Linked DNA regions of Anas platyrhynchos: region 1 is linked to region 2. Evidence: chromatin contacts called from public Hi-C data. All regions are on one chromosome and are shown on one strand. The core of a region is the stretch at or near the end of the contact, and the rest is flanking DNA. Distances in the headings are between cores, read along the strand shown. Region 1 overlaps AFTPH (aftiphilin). Region 2 overlaps SERTAD2 (SERTA domain containing 2).

The links. Hi-C and Micro-C count contacts between places; a contact is called where the count stands out from the background.
Region 1: a Hi-C map of skeletal muscle shows a contact between it and region 2, with 4 times the contacts expected there. The contact joins two enhancer-like sites.

Annotation. Positions count from the first base shown.
Region 1 is chr3:13,200,575-13,208,338 of IASCAAS_PekinDuck_T2T, reverse strand. AFTPH (aftiphilin) reads left to right here. Exons shown (of 8, transcript XR_003496100.3): 7 at 1,080-1,203; 8 at 6,640-7,764. Among named protein-coding and RNA genes, the nearest start is that of AFTPH, 43 kb to the left of the region's middle. Within about 2 kb of position 5,233, at least 2 of the 8 cell types and tissues checked have an H3K27ac peak or open chromatin away from gene starts, as enhancers often do.
Region 2 is chr3:13,096,114-13,103,932 of IASCAAS_PekinDuck_T2T, reverse strand. The region is part of intron 3 of SERTAD2 (SERTA domain containing 2); the gene reads right to left. Among named protein-coding and RNA genes, the nearest start is that of SLC1A4, 36 kb to the right of the region's middle. Within about 2 kb of position 4,427, at least 5 of the 8 cell types and tissues checked have an H3K27ac peak or open chromatin away from gene starts, as enhancers often do.

The DNA of each region.
Region 1 (7,764 bases), core at 3,984-6,483, 100 kb before region 2:
TACACTATTTTTGAAAGTTAGTTATAACTGTGGATGATGCATATATGTGCACTTCATTTTCAAACCATGAAGCATGAAATAGCTGAAAACATACCTGAAGGAATATCACCAATTTAAAATGCTTGTGAGCACCAAAATGTGCTATGTTAGTCCTGATAGATTTTAATAATTCTGATTTCTAGGCACTTCTTAAAAAGAAAGTGTTTGCTATCTGGAAGTTTTAGAGCCAGTATCCTTACTGAGATACATATCCCTACTGGGATACGATGCTCGATATTAAAGAGTTAGAATTTCGCCTCTATCTAGGAAGGGCAGGGGTCAGGCAAGTTTCCATTGTTTTCAGAATGACCTCTGCTGATAAAACTTGAGATCGATTTGCAACACATGTAATGTCAGAATTCAGTATCTGACCTATGGCATCTGAAGCTTTGAAATCAAGGCTGAAACCTCCAGATACTCGATGCTTTGTAGATAAAGGAGATAGAAAAGGAAGCACAGACTGAGGATTTTGGTAGCATTATAAATGTGATTGTCTAACTTTTTTTTTTAATGTTATTCCACTTGTATGCACTGGAAAAGCTGTTTTTCCTCACTCCAAAATATAAATAAATACAATAAATAATGGAACCTCTTGTGAAAAGCAAGATATTAAACTTGCTATAATGCATGCCAATGTCATGTATAATCTCAGAGTTGGCTGCTGTCAACCATCAGCACTCAGAAACAGTTGAGCTGAAGCAATTGAAACAATCCACTTTAACCAAACTGACCTTTTTACAGGTATTTTGCTCTAAAAGGTAAAATCAAATTGTTTGTTTACTATTAGACTGAGACCTTGTATGCCAGACTTGATCCAAGGTGTGTGCGCTTTGTAATGCAGCTAAAAAGCTACTGAAAAGGGTGGGGAGAGAGGACGCTGTTTTAGAAACACGGACATGTTCTGTCACGTTCTTTTCATGTATCTTGAAACTTTAAATGATTCAGATGTTTACAGAAAACAGTCTCTAGCAAGTTGGTCTGTGGCTAATTATGGCTGTGCTTGTCTCCAACCATCACTGATTATCATTTTATACTATAAGGTGTGGATCCTGAGTTGTATGAATTGACAACCTCAAAACTGGAAACTTCCAATGCAAGCAACAGAGTGACCGATGCATTTGCAAGACTCATGTCCACAGTGGAGAAGGCAAGCACGTCCACAAGGTAAATAAAGTTCATTGTGCTTTTACCCCCCTCCCTGAAAAAGGCGAGGCAAAACGAGAGGAGTGAGTGTGTGTGACGTTTCAGGTCAGAAGTTCTTGAATGAGCAAAAGGTTTACATTTAAGATGCAACTGAAAGTTGCATGTTACAAATATGAAATTCTTACCACCATAGTTCATATTTTGAATTATCACAAAACTCTAAGGTAAGATGGGAAACATTTTTTCAGCTGACAGAAAAAAAGTCACTTTAAAAGCAGGAACCAAATATTTGATTGAAAGATAAGACTTTCTGAAGAACAGAACTGATTTCTAAGAATGGAAGGGTGAGCTGAACCTCGTAATTCAAACTGTTAGGACTTTGACAGAAGGCACTGGTAGGTCCTCTACATAATTCATTGATGTGGATATAGTTCTAACATCAATCAAAACTTCAGTGACCAAACATCAGATTCATTTTGCTATTGCAAGTTCCTTTTTAAGGAGGTAAAATGTAGCTTGTTTAGGATGTCCTTTCTGCCTCATGGATCTCATGCAAGGTTCTTCTGCGTTTTGTTCTATAGGGACTCTATATACAGGCTTTAGTTGTCAAATGTCTTCCTTGAAATCAGACCTGTTGAATTGGGTACAGAATATTCTTTCCCTGTTTACACTTTTATTCTTTGTGCTTATTTTCTGAACGTTCATCTTAACAGTAGGATTCTGGACTGTCTTAACATGGAATTAGTGGCTGTGCCCATTAAAGAATTGCTGAGTGATTCTCCCAGGGTGAAATGCTCCTATCGTTGAGGAAGTACGTGCTTACTTCGTAGATATTTATAAATGTAGTTACTTCACAGCTAATAAACAGTAAGATGTCCTCACTCTGAGTGAGCTTCAGGGTTCATTCATAATTCTATAGCTAAATAAATGGATTTCCATGCATCATAGCACTTAAAACACGCACACACACAAAAATTGCATCATATGTAGGGATTTTTAATGTTTGAAGATAACAGGCTTTCTTAAAATAAGTAAAAATAGCTCTTTTAGACCATGTTCTTTCATTATGATTGTGTTAGTTTTCTTGCAGTGAAAATGTTAAAAGTGAACACAGCTTTTAAAAAAAGCTCAACACTCCGTGAAATTTCAAGAGAGAACCAGTAGAGGGAACTCCACTCCTCAGTGCTGATTTTTTCTCTCTGCTTTTGGATTGCCTGTTTTTCTGTCCATGGAGGATGTATACTTCTGAAGATAAGCAACTGAGAAGGGAAAAAAAAAGTTAGTTTTACTAGCTAAATAGAAAACTTAGCAGCAGTTGAAATAACTTTGTCATATATTCCAAGTCTAGTTTAAAAGTAACCGCAAATTTGCAGCAGGGCATCCAAACTCCAAATGTATATTTATTATTTTCTTTATCTCGCTTTTAGATTTCTGCCTCCTTGCTTGCCAGACCTTTAAGATGTCTTAGCTTGCTTTTTCCTTACAAATGAGCAGGGTAGTCTGCTTTGCTTAAATGAATGTTGACCTTCATTTTCTGTATTGTTTTCTTGATGTGTGGGTGGGGATTTTTTTATTTTTTTATTTTTTTTTAATGCTTCCACAGCGCACTTGAAACTTTTATTTGCTATGTTGGAGCTGTTTAGATGTCAAAGTTCTTCGCCAGTTCTGGACAGTATTTCTTAGTGATATGAGGAGATTCTGGATCTGTGCTGTAGGAATATAGCTGCCTATAGGGAAAGGCTGGAGACCTCAGGCGTACCAGTTAAGTTCAGACGTGCATACAGATCAGCTTTTTTCAGTATTAAACACATTTTGTAGGCTCTTCGTCAACTCTGATTTTTTTATATTAAGTTTTTCATCTATTCTGATTTTGTGCTCTGTGAAATAAAAGCAGTCTGCTTTTCAGTTTTTCAAGGCAGAACCCTTCAAAGAGATAAGGTCTTGTCTCAACAGTATACTAAGTATGTTCCATTGTCTTAGCTTTTTCCTAATAAAGTTGTTTTTCTTTTGAAATTTTTATTTGTCATGAACTGAAATCTTTAAAATAGGAGTGGCTGGGTACAGACAGCTCAGCAAAGACAATCTGCATGCTGTAGCTTGGAAACAGACTTAACCGTTCCTGACAAATGGGCAGGAGAAGATGTGGCCAGTGGCTTAACACCACTTTGATGGCTACTTCAGTTGTGCTAAAACTACCCCATGTCTGTCTGTAACTTGTCTGAACTCAAAAGCTTTGAGGTTAGGGTTTAGAGGGAAAGTACCATTATTCAACTGTAGGACAGCCATGTGAGCAGTCATCTCGGTTTGAAATACCTCCATCTTTTGCTTGCAGAGGAGAGGAAACTTCCCAGCTTGAATCTGAGACCTTGAAGGTAGCAGTATGGAAAGCCAGTTCTCCAGTGCAGCATTCCACTGACACTCTGCAGCCTTGCCCAATTCTGTAGAATTGGCAGAGATAAAAAGTTTATCTGCTGTCTTTCTGAAGAAAAGCAGAGCACTGATACTGTTCCAAGAACTGGCTGAAACCCTCATTTAAACTGGAAATGCTCCTTGTGGGCAGCATTGGATGGAGCAGGCTAACTCTTAATTACAGAGTAATTTTTAAAGCCCGTTTCTCTCATCACTGTTTCTATTAGAGCCTGGCCTTTTTGGAGTTATCCTCAAAAACTGTTGCAAACATGAGAGGTCACTGAAGTCTTGAAAGGCTGAATGCTTCAGGAAGGGATTGAAATGTAAACCAGACCCCTAAGGTGTGAGCGACACATCTACAAAGCATTCCCTATTTCTTGCTAAATCTTCTTCCAGCGTCTTTCCTGCTTGTCAGTTTGGCTAAGTTCTTGCAGCTTGGTGTTAATGTGCCTTTAAAATGAAACATCATGCCAACAGGTAGAAGGACTGGCGTAATTGCTTGGGGAAAGGTATTCCCTCTGTTCTCTGTCTTGGGAGGAAATGTAACCTAGTGTAAGAGAAGAGGTGGATGGGGGTAAAGTGTTTTGTAGAAGGTTGTTTTAAAACCTGAATGAACTTGATGCAAAACCAGTCTGCAGTGATGATGATACTTTGTCTTTTAAGTTTATAGAGAGCTAATGAGTAGTTGGTCAGGGTTGATATTTGCTACTGAAGGTGTTGACTGCTCTGGTATCCAGAAGGGGTATTCAAAATGTCTGGTTTTATTATTTTTTGGATAAGCCTACCCCTTTCTGTTGAGGAGTGGAGATGTAGCCAATCTCCTCCCCTCTCTGCACTGAGATGATTTAAAGAAAAAAAAAAGTTTTGAGCTTTGGCAAGGTGGTTGGATCCATAGCTGTGACTTGGTCATAGTTAAGTAACGTTTGGTATGTAAGTGTGTTGGCCCGTCCTTCATTGGTACTTTTTGCAGAGCACATCAAGCAGGTAAATTACTGCAAAGGGTCTCCAACCAGGAGGGGAGCATTCAGTAATCGAGCAAGATTCACATCTGACTGCGCTCGCTGGCATGCATATTCTGCAGCGATGTTGCAGACACTGGTTAGGATAGCAAGAGCATCGCCCTGTGATAAAGGTCCTCCATATCAACACCAAATAAAGTGCAGCGCTGCCTCTGGGACCCAGCAGTGCCGTTTCTCCGCGTGACACAGTTGAGCAGAGGAGGAAGAGGCATATAAATAGCAAGGAGTGTGTGAGCTCCATCTTGGTGCCTGATTACAATTGCAGGAACTCCTTTTAATGCAGATCTCTGAGTCAGCCCTCTTCCTTTGGCTTCCTCTGTCAAATACTCCTTTGTTAGCTATAAGTCCTTGATCACCAGGAGTTTGTACCGTAAGAGGCTTGTGGTAAGTGATTACTAATAGTGCACCAGATACTGATAACACAGTGGTGGGTGACAACCACATTTCAACAGCTCAGAGATAGTCCTTCAAGTGCACACAGTGGCGACTGTGAAGCTGTTAGAGAAGGAGGCACATATTGGCTCTCTGCTTCTTCCTTCAGCAAATCCAGCACACAGCTTTGTTTATCCTCCAGAATTTGGTAATCTGCCTAGTCAGTGGCTCATGAAATTCCACTGCAGCAGAGAAAAGAAAATATTGCTATTCTAGCAAGGGAAAGTCAGATTTAGTATCTATACTGCCTCATCTAGAGATCTTTCATCAAGTGGAGATTTCAAGTAGCAAACAAAACTGATAGCTCAGTGTCAACACAATGATCACTGATGGCAAGGATGAGTTTAACTCGAGCGTTTTTTTTGTCCCCCGTAGCCAAGAAATTCTGAGACTGCTGCTGAAGAAACCATGTGGCTCCTTGCTTTCTCCTGGTCTCTCATTAGCTCAGGGAACAATCCTGATGTGTGCTGACAAAAAAGACATATACTTATATGCTGCTTCGTGACTGAAGTGGTGATTGCCCTCTCATGGGTACGGTTTAAAGTTTTATAGCTAAGATAAGGTGTAGAAAGAAAATTTCTGAAATAGTGTATGGAAGAGCCATTTGTTCCTAGCCTTTTGTCTCAGCTTTTTGCCCCATAATGGGAGAGCTTATTTAGCTAGGATTTCTGCTGTTATTGCAGGGAGTAGCAGGTGCCTTTTTGGACCTGGAATAACATTTGATGGAGTATTTGTTTCTCTAGTAATAGCCAGGATTCTTCAAGATAAAGCACCGAGGAGGCAGGAGAGGGGCACTTCTGTAGCAGGCTGAGCCAGCCTTCATTTTGCTTAGGAAATGTGAGTTTCTTGCATAACAGTGAGAACCAAGCAACGTGGGATTCAGACCTCTGTATTCATTTGTGCCCAGTAATTCTTGTGAATAATGCAAAAGGCGAAGTAAATACCCGTGGTTCCCAAACTGCTGTGTGCATCATTATGGCTACACAACCTCGTTCACTTCAAAGCGAGTTAGCTGCCAGCAGTGAACTACCTTCTGATGATGATGAGACCTTGGAGGGGAGAAAGGGGCTTGTGGATCATGATGTAGAGCAGTATGGTATATAATCCGAGCGCAGTTGTGTCGGAAATGCAGCATAAGTACCTGTATTTATTTATTAAAGGAGTAAGTTAGGAACTTCTTCACGTCCTTTCAAAATATTTCCATTTTAGATCAAAAGATTATACTGAACTTAGGTAGCTTAAAAGAAATGTTCCTATTGTCTTAACCCTAAAATATGAGTCTGGTTGTTTCTTCAAGTGAATAGTCCCAGAATGGCACACTGGAACTTGCTCCCCCCCATGGTAAATTAGCATCTGAATAGATATTTTTTTTTCCTTATTGCAACAATATTCAGGAACGTTTTGCTGACTTCCCGTGTTAACATTTTGTTGTTAGGCAGGTAGGTATTATAACATTAGACTAGCTTCAAATAGCTTACAGAAGTGCTTGTCAGTGGGAGACGAAGTGACAGAACACTGCTTCAATCAGTGATTCTTTCAGTGATCCAAGGGATATCAGGTACTGGATTAATGCACTTTTTTCTTTTCTTCTCAACAGGAAGCCTAAAAAGGAAGAACATCTTAGTGAAGAGGCTGCCAAGGTGATTTCTAGCCTTCCTGACTTAACTTTCATGCATGCCAAGGTGTTGATGTTCCCAGCCACATTAACACCTTCGACAAGCTGCCAAGAAAAGGTAGACTAAAGTGATGTGAATTGGACGTTTTCTATTGATTTTTTTTTTTCCTTCCCTCTGGGGGTCATAAAAAGCAATCTTGCTTTAATTAAAAAAAAAAAAAATCAAGTTCAGATGATTTGTTGGTAAGCAGCACTAGAAAGGTATACATAGTTATGTATATTTATTTACATACTGGAGTCCTAAATTTATATTAGAGAAAAATGTAAATAATTGGGGGTAAATCTTTTTGAAGATCTATTCTTTTTGTTGTGCTGGGGTGTATACATTTATGTCTTTGTGAAATACACTGGTGGTGTCCTTCTTACAAAACTTTAAAAAGTTTAAAAAAAAAAAAAAAAAGAATCCTAGAAACACATAATGAAGACGTCAATTTTCACAATATGTGAAGTCCCCTTCAAAGGTTTTCAGATTGCATTGAACGTCTTTTTCTTTCCTGCATATATTAAAATACTTTTTGCTGGAAAAAAAAAAAAAGTTACATTGTGGGTTTTCAGTTATTGTTTTTTAAAACCCAATAATTTCTTTTCTGTTTTAACAAGCTTAAGATGTGTTTTTTCTTTCCTTCTCCCTTTCTCCCCTCCCCCTGGTTGATTGGTTGACTGATCAATTTTTATGTTCTTAAACTTAAATAGTATGGCTCTGTCACTATATAGCCTTTTGAAAGGTATCCTGTCAGTAACTTCTTGTTCCAGTTATGGATCACTGTCTAAACACTTGATTTTTGGGTCATTAGAAGGTCATCTGCTTTTAATCGGTTTGATTTGGAAAAGAAGGACCAAAACTATATGAATGTCTTTACAATGAAATTTATCTGTTTAAAAATTTTTGTTTTGTTGTACCACTATTCTTATGTTTGATTTTGCACAGTGTAAAATGACATAATCATAGATTGCTATGGTTTTAGGCTGTATATACAGTAAAAACTATGGGTTGTAAATGTTTGGGGAAATTCCTATGGAAAAAAGAGAGCTATGTAGAAGAACCTC
Region 2 (7,819 bases), core at 3,178-5,677:
TTTTGCGAGCATGTTTCCAGAGAAAGCAGCCAAGGTAATATTTCACATCGTCGCGGTGCCGCAGCTTTCCCAGCGTAGCACAGTTTTTTCTTCAGGGCCAGTGTTGGCAAGGAAGCAATTATACGAAGATCTCAGCTTCTACGTTGAAAATCTCAACCTGACTGTTACAGAGAAAAGTTTGAGAACGCGGCCTGCTGCCGAAGGTGGTTTCTGTCTGAGGCAGTTTAGTTTGATTTTGTTAGTTCGGTGTGTAGGTTCAGAGCAGGCTTGCATCAGCTGGGTCAAGCTACTCCTGAGTTGAACCAAGTTAGCTGTTCAAATTACACCATTTCCATCAAGCTGCTTCAAACCCACTTGCGATTAGACTAGTGCAGGGCAGCTTAGGCGAGGATCAGCTCAGCAGGGGCGATTCTTGTGCCTGGCCTGGAAATTCAGTGGCTCACCCTCCGTAATTTGTACGTGGAGCAAAAGCGTGGAGGAAGGTAGCGTGTCTGAGTTTTGGCTCCAGCTCCCCTTAAGGTTTCCACAGCTGCTTCTACAGAAGTCATTAGAGTGAAAGAAACAACCCACAAACCCGAGAGGAGGAGTGGAAATGCTGCAGGGACTACTGCAGGTCTGCTCTGGGTGCATGAGTATGTCCCGCACGGCTCTGCCACCCTTGCAAACCAGGAGTAATCCCCCCTGCAGCCCTTGACGTTGAGGTTTCAAAGCCCAAACCAGGGGTGAAAGGGGTCAGATCCCTTCCCTGCTTGCATCCAGGCATATCTTGAGCGTGGTGCTGTGGCTCACTCAGACCCTTGCACTCCTTTCTGGTGGCCACCGTAGGCTCAAGAGCATTTGGTCAACAGTTTCACACAAAGACCTCAACGCCTGGCGCTTTTGCTGCACCGCAGCTGTTTACAAAATAAGTTTGTTTACTTACTCTTGACCTCAGGGAATACCTTCAAAAACCTGCAAATATTCCCTCATAAATGAATAAAAGCAGCGAATTTCCTTCAGCTGTGTTTGCTTTTTGAAAACATTCCAGTCTATTAGATTAGTGGCTAGAAATGTTTATGGAAAGAATTTTTCAGCCCGTTTTAGAGGGTATTCGTGGAAGGCAACATTTTATCTCGAAAACACAGTCATCTTACCGGGTGTTAATTTATGTTCATTGACTCAGGGGATGTCAAACAGCATTATATGACTTGATTTGTTCAGGTCATGTATCTCTCCTGTCTCTCCGGTCTCGTCTTTTTTTTTTTTTTTTTTTTTTTTTTTTTTTTCTGCCATGCTGTTTCCTATTCCTCTGCTATGCCAGGGATGGAAAATTTAACATTTTATTTGTTCACTTCACACCTTCTTCATTTCCCTCTGAACAGAGAGCTCCTTTCTTGAGCAGCAGTGAAAGTAAACCGCTATCACAAGGCAAACCTGGGGCCCTGGAATATAAAACCACTCCCTGCGATATTTAAATTCCTTTGAAAACCATCCTCTGCCATATGTCTATAAACACTGTCCAGCTGCAACAAGATTGCGGATTCTTGGCGACCATCTGAATTCAGCGAGGAAATAACAATACTGTGCACCGAGACAGTGGCAACTGCCGCCTTAAACATCTCGCTTTGCATTTCAAATACTCTTTTTTTTTCCCCTGTTTTCTCTGATGTAGGTGGCAGGTAGAGCTGGGAACAAAGGTATAGCAGTGGAAAGTACTTGCTTTTCTTGAGAGAGGTGTCTGTTTCTGAACAGCTGGACGAAAATCATCAGTTTTGTTGCAGGACGTGCAGTGTAATCGTGCGTTTTGAGAGGCTGAGGTTTGAGCTCAACGTCATTACCGCTGGCACATGAACAAGCTGATACTCACACTCAGCATCACGTTCCTGAGCAATTCGTTTAGGAAATGACCAAGGGAGGAGTGCCAGAGCTCTCCTTGCAAGAAGCAGACTGTCCTTTACCCAGAGGAAAAGAACCTGGAAGTTTTTATCCCTAAACCACGCCATATACACGTGTGTTTGGAAGCTGCACCTACGCCTGACGCCCTGCCCAGCACTGCCAAACGCCAGCATCTCGAGTGATCTGAAAATTCAGCTGTCTTCGTGAGTTAAAGCACTTCTCCAACAGCGTCATTGCCTGGTTTGCAAATGTTTCTGATCTAATGCTTTAGCTGTCATCCAACTGCAGCACGTCTGGGGCAGAGGCCACATGCTGGTGTTTGTTTATTTGTTTTTTCCTTGCTTAGGAGTGGAGCAGCAAAGCTGGGACAGTGGCATAAATGCAATAAAAACCAAGGATCTCAGCACACCTCCTCCATCGGATGCCAAACGTTAGATACTTACAGCAGAGGTGCTTTTGTGTGATCCGTGAGGACAAGCTGGAGTTTCGGGAAATACCCGGTGAGAAAATTTCGTGCACAGAAATTCAGGGAGAGTGTAAGCTGCATGTGGACAAGCACGCTAAATTCGAGAGCAAATCGTATCCTATGTGATGTTGGTTCGGCTCGAGCTGCAGGTCCCTCCAAAGCAGGATTTTAATGCATGAAAACGAGCAGGCATTTATTGTGAGCTGCGACCATCAATTCCTTACGCGCTGGAGTTGGCAGAAAGCAGGGTAGAAATGAAAGGAACAATTTTAGACATATGGCAATCTGGCAAAGCGCTCCAAAATTTTAATTACGCTAAGGAAAGGTCAAGGCTGGATCTGTGCTGGTGGAGGGATAATTTGCTTTTAGAGTTTGTGAAAGTGCCTCCAAAACTAAGGAACCGAAAACTGAGGAATAAAACTAACTTCTCCCGTGCAGGTGGTTGGTTCTGATCTGCTTTGAAAACAGCCTTCCGGAAGCATCCCAGAATTTTACCAGTTTATCCCAAATTTCAGGGGTGAACGCACAGTTCTTGGGGGCAGGGCTGGGACATCTCCAGGTCAAGACGAACCAATTTCTTTCCATAACCCAGTTTTCAGAGGAATGAGCTTGTCGAGGAAGTCGTATTCCCTCATTCGGAGGCCAGAAATTAAGCAACATCCCTAAATTCAGACACAGCTCTTGAAATAGCTGTTTCCTTTTTCAATATCTGCGTGTTCACCGACAGAGCTGGAAGCCCCGCAGCCCACAGGGAGCGTACGTACTCTGGCAGTGGGCGACAACCCCAGAGGCTACAGCCTGGATCAATAAGGCAGGCACAAAAACAGGGTGGTGAAATGATTTACTTAAAGATAAGACTTATCTCTCTGCACCCCAAAAAACGCTAGCCCCTCAATTGCCTGATGGAGCTGCAAGGAGTACGGCCTCACGGGCAGGGCAATGGTTAATTCGACACGAAAGCAGAAGAGAGCATCTCGCTACGGATTTAATTCACCCACTTGCCTTCCCTTACCTCCATTGTAAACCCGAGGGCCTGCATTCATACAGGAGTGCTCCTGCTAGAAATGACGCTGGCAATAAATATTGTGAAAATCGGCATTGTTTTGTTAAAAAAAAAAAAAAGAGAGAGAGAGAGAGAGAGTGGATGTGCACCTCCAGTGACCTCGATTTTTCACTTCGCTGGAGTGATTATAAATGGCTTTGCTTCTCCATCAGCTCTGTCACAGACAGGACTCCTTCTTTTTGCCTCGCTGCCCAGATACAGGTGTGCCGAATTTTTTATTCCTGCCTCCAAATGCTGCCTGCGTGCCAAGAGCGAGAGCGCAAGACATGGATGGAAGACAAATTGTCGGGGCTACCCATGCCGAAAGGGCGTGCAGGATGGGTGCAGGGGCAGTGCTGGACTCTTCCCATCCGTGGCTCAGCTCAGCCCTCGTGGATCTCACGGAGCTGGGGATGTGTGTGCAGAAAGAGAGATGGATCATGAGGAGCACAGCCCTGGAGGCTTCCCTTGCGGTTGTGAGGGTATCCAAAGGTGTAAAGGATGGCTAAAATGAGGGACGTAGCTTGGGCTGGGTATTGAAGGGGATGTGATGAGGAGGGCTTGGCAGGAATTAAGGAAAAATTGGCCCTGCCTGACAGCAAGGTCCCCTTCTCTGTGCTGCGTGGTGTTTATCCAGCCGTGCTGAGGAATAGGCACGCCCGTGCCAGGAGCTGGGAAGCGAAACTGCGCAAAGACGGGGGGGAAAAAAAAAAAAGAAGAAAAAAAAATAAAAAAGGAGAGAGAGAGAGAAAGAAATCCAAGCTCAAAGAAAAAAAAAAAAAAAAAAAAAAACTGGAGGAAAAAGCACCAGGCCAGAAAGCCAGTGTGCTGAAATTAATTAGTTTGGACTGGGTCTGCCGGGCGCTTGCAGTAGCGGAGGGGCCGCAATCCTCGCCGTGCTCGGGAATGTCACACTCGGGCACAGCGGCTGCTTTCCAGCCTTTCCTTCGCTCCCCCCGCACGCTGAGCTGAAGCCAAGGAGGGAGAGGGAGGGAGGGAGAGAGGGAGGAAAAAGCGAGGCCGAGAGCTTTCTGCGGTCGGCGGGGGCCTATAAATAGCCGCTGAAGTCTTCTAATGCCGATGGGGTGCGTCATGCCGGCCCTCCCCGCTCTCGCTCCGCTCGCCGGCCCCGAGCTCGGAGAAGGGGGGGTAAAAATCCCGAGGATGCTGCTGGCCTCGTGCAGGCGTTGCAAAGGGTCTTCCAGGTCCCGTCACCCTCGCAGGGGGCAAAAGGCAGAGGCGGAGAGGTGCCAGAGGGGATTTTGAGACGGTGTTTTCCGTCCTTGTCCCTGCCGCAAGCCACTGGGGATGGCCCCCTTGTTTCTTCTGTGAGCCCCCAGGTGCAGCCCCCAGGTGCAGCAAGCTGTGCTGGGGATCTTCTTGCAAAGAACCCATGTTCAAGGCAATATAATGCACAGGGAAGCCTTTTTTACTAAACCAAATGAGATCCCAGTCATTTTTCTTTTTTTCATTTGCAACACTGAGGTATTTTTGAGCATCTTGACGCTGCTTTATTTCTCTGTTTTTGCTCCAGTCCCTTATTCTTTTAGGATTTGCTTACATCAATCCATCAGGAAGAAGCGGAGGAACGTGCTGATGAGCATCTTGTCCGCATCAACTTGTCCGAAACTGGACCTGCTAAAGGCAAAGCTGCCAGGCTGACACATGGGATATGCTTCTTCTCAAGGAACACAGTGAGTTCTCCCAGATTTGGGGCTCTCCTTGGAGAGCACGTGGGGAGCAGCACGTGGTGGTCTCTGCCACATCAGGGCATTCTGAAGTGTCTGAAGCAGTGAAAAATTGCCAAAGAGAGGGTGCAGGATCATCTGCCCCTAGGAACAACCCCATCCCAAGCTGAGCTTCAAAGGTATCCAAGCATCACTGACGTCCTGGTGTCCAAAGCAAAGCTTAAGCTTCAAAACTTAGGGGTTTGTTGCTGTTTTGAAAGGATGGGTGCAGAAGGAACCCCAGCCTAAGGTCCAGTGAATGAAATTCCTGCCGTGAAACGTCCGGCCAGGCTCTCTGTTCAGAGATGGAGAATTTGCCCTGCTCCCGACGGGTCCTGTATCGAGGAGGAAATGCCAATGGATGTGTCAGAGGGGCTTTTTGGTTTGGTGCCGTCTCAAGCAGCACTGGATATAGGCACAATTGTAGAGACCTTCAACTCTTCATGTTTTTAGCACCCACGTTGTTAGTACGGGTACACACACCTTTCAAAGGCACAAATAAAACATGCAGCTCAAGCAAAATGTCTTTTTTTTTTTTTTTCCCCTGACAGTGATGTCTGTCCCGGCAGTAGGCTTGATATGCACTGGAGCCTACCTTTCCGAGCTGAAACCGTGAGGATTACTCACGTCTTTAAAAATAAGCCCACGTCGAAATTCCCTTGTTGGATTAAGACCTAAGCCCTGCAATTGTCACTTTTCCCGACGGAGGAAAGTACCAGTGGCTTAACTAAATATACCGTCCCCAGCGCCACGGGCAGCTTCTGGATTGTTTCTCTTTCCTCTTTTACTGGAACTCCTCAACGTTTCTGTAAGTTTATTTTACTATTTGGTTGGTTTGCTTTTTTTTTTTTTTTTTTTTTTTTTTTTTTTTTTTTTTCACCAGTCCATCTCCCCTTTTCCTGAGCGCTGTGTGATCTTTCGTCCCACCCTTGCCGTTTCTTCCCCGTCCTTCTCTGCCCATTTGCCACAAGCAGATGGCCACCCGTCGCTTCAGCTTTGGGGAGAAACTGCCAAACATGACAAAACAATATGTGTTTCTGTTAGCAGTGGCAAAAATCAAGCCAGGTTTAGCCTGGATTTGTGTCTCTTCTGTGTCTGATGATGTGCAAGAGCTGCTCAAAGTTTTTTCCATCACAATTAGTAGGGATTCTCCAGCAGGAGCTGTGCTGACATGGAGCTGTGTCCAGGTGGTGCTCCCACTCTTTGGGATGGGTCTGATCTTAAAAGAGCATTCGTGGCTTTGTCACGCGTGAAGAAAACTGACACTGAGGAAAAAGCAAGGACTTGATGTGTTTAACCATACGCAAGGAGGATGCTGAGTGCTCTGAGGTTGGGATTGTCTCTATACAGACAATGCACGGACCAGATTTAGGCAGGAAAATTGCTCTTCAACCCTGCTCTTGTCCTTGTTGGGTCTATCCTGGCTAAAATTGGAACTCCTCTGTGCTTCCAAAAAATTAGCCACAAATTGGATGGCCCCTTATAGTGTTCAAGAAGCCATGCACAAACTCTTCACTTGGATACCTCCCAAGAGAGCAGGTGTTGGGGCTTGGGCCCCAGCCCAGGGAAGAGCACACAGCCTCCTCTTCCCTCCGACCCAACGGTGCTTCGACAGCCTCGAGGGGTGGCAAATTAACCAGCTCTGTGCTCAGACACTACAAATCAAGACAGGAGCACTGCTGCTCATAGCACAGTGTAAGACACCACCGCCCGTGTTTACAATAAATACTCCTCTCTCACTGGGAGAAAATCATTTTCATTCTCAGAGCTGCTTTTTTTTTTTCTTCTGGCCTTCCCAGCCGCTGCAGTGATCAGCTCCTCAAAGAGGTCTTAATTTGAGGAGTTTCTTAATGCATACCTTAGCACAAAGCGTGAAAGATTAAGCTTTTCAGGAGTCTCCGGGTACAAAAGAACTGTATTTCACAATGAGGAGGAGAAGTGCCATTAAAAATATCAAAGCTGTATGATACCCACTTTGTAGTTACGTTCCAAAGGACACTTTTATTCAAATTCCCTCTTTTCAGGAGCTTCCGTTTCTGAAATTTCTCGCTGTTGTTAAGTAGCCCAAAGGGAATTTTTTTTTTGTGTGTGTGCGCAGGGCGAGTTTGGCATAATTCATTCAGGATATTGCAGTAATGGGGTTATTCTAAGCATGAAACAAGATAATTTTCACGCCTTGTGGAAGCCGTGTTCAAGTTCGCCTCATTTTGGATCGTTTCCCTCTTGATGGGCTCCTCCTGACCGGTGTGGTGGGAACTTTGGTTTTTCCACGCTGGCAGGGGCTGGCCTGGGGATTGATGGGTTTTGGGAGTGGCCCAGGCACCGGGGCAGCACATCCCACCTGCTGCCTCCTCGTCTTCTCCCTGAAAAGAGGAGGCAAGCAGCCAGTACTCCCACAGGGGGCACGTGAGCACTGCATCCCGTACTGCTTGCATTAGCCCCTATCAAGCACAAGTTGGATATTTCAGGTGTATTTAGGGGCTAGGAAGTGCAAACAGACACATAAAATCCCACCTGACAGCATGGGACCCAGATGCTGACCTGGCTTAGGTGCTTGTGGATCTTACCATCCCACCACAACCTTCCTCCAGCTGCATCGCTGTGTCTTCAGGGATGAGACAGCTTTGGGAAAATGACCCATGGGCACACGAAGGTGTAAGAGTGGTATGCACGATTCGGATGATTTTTAATGCATATAAATGCTGCCAC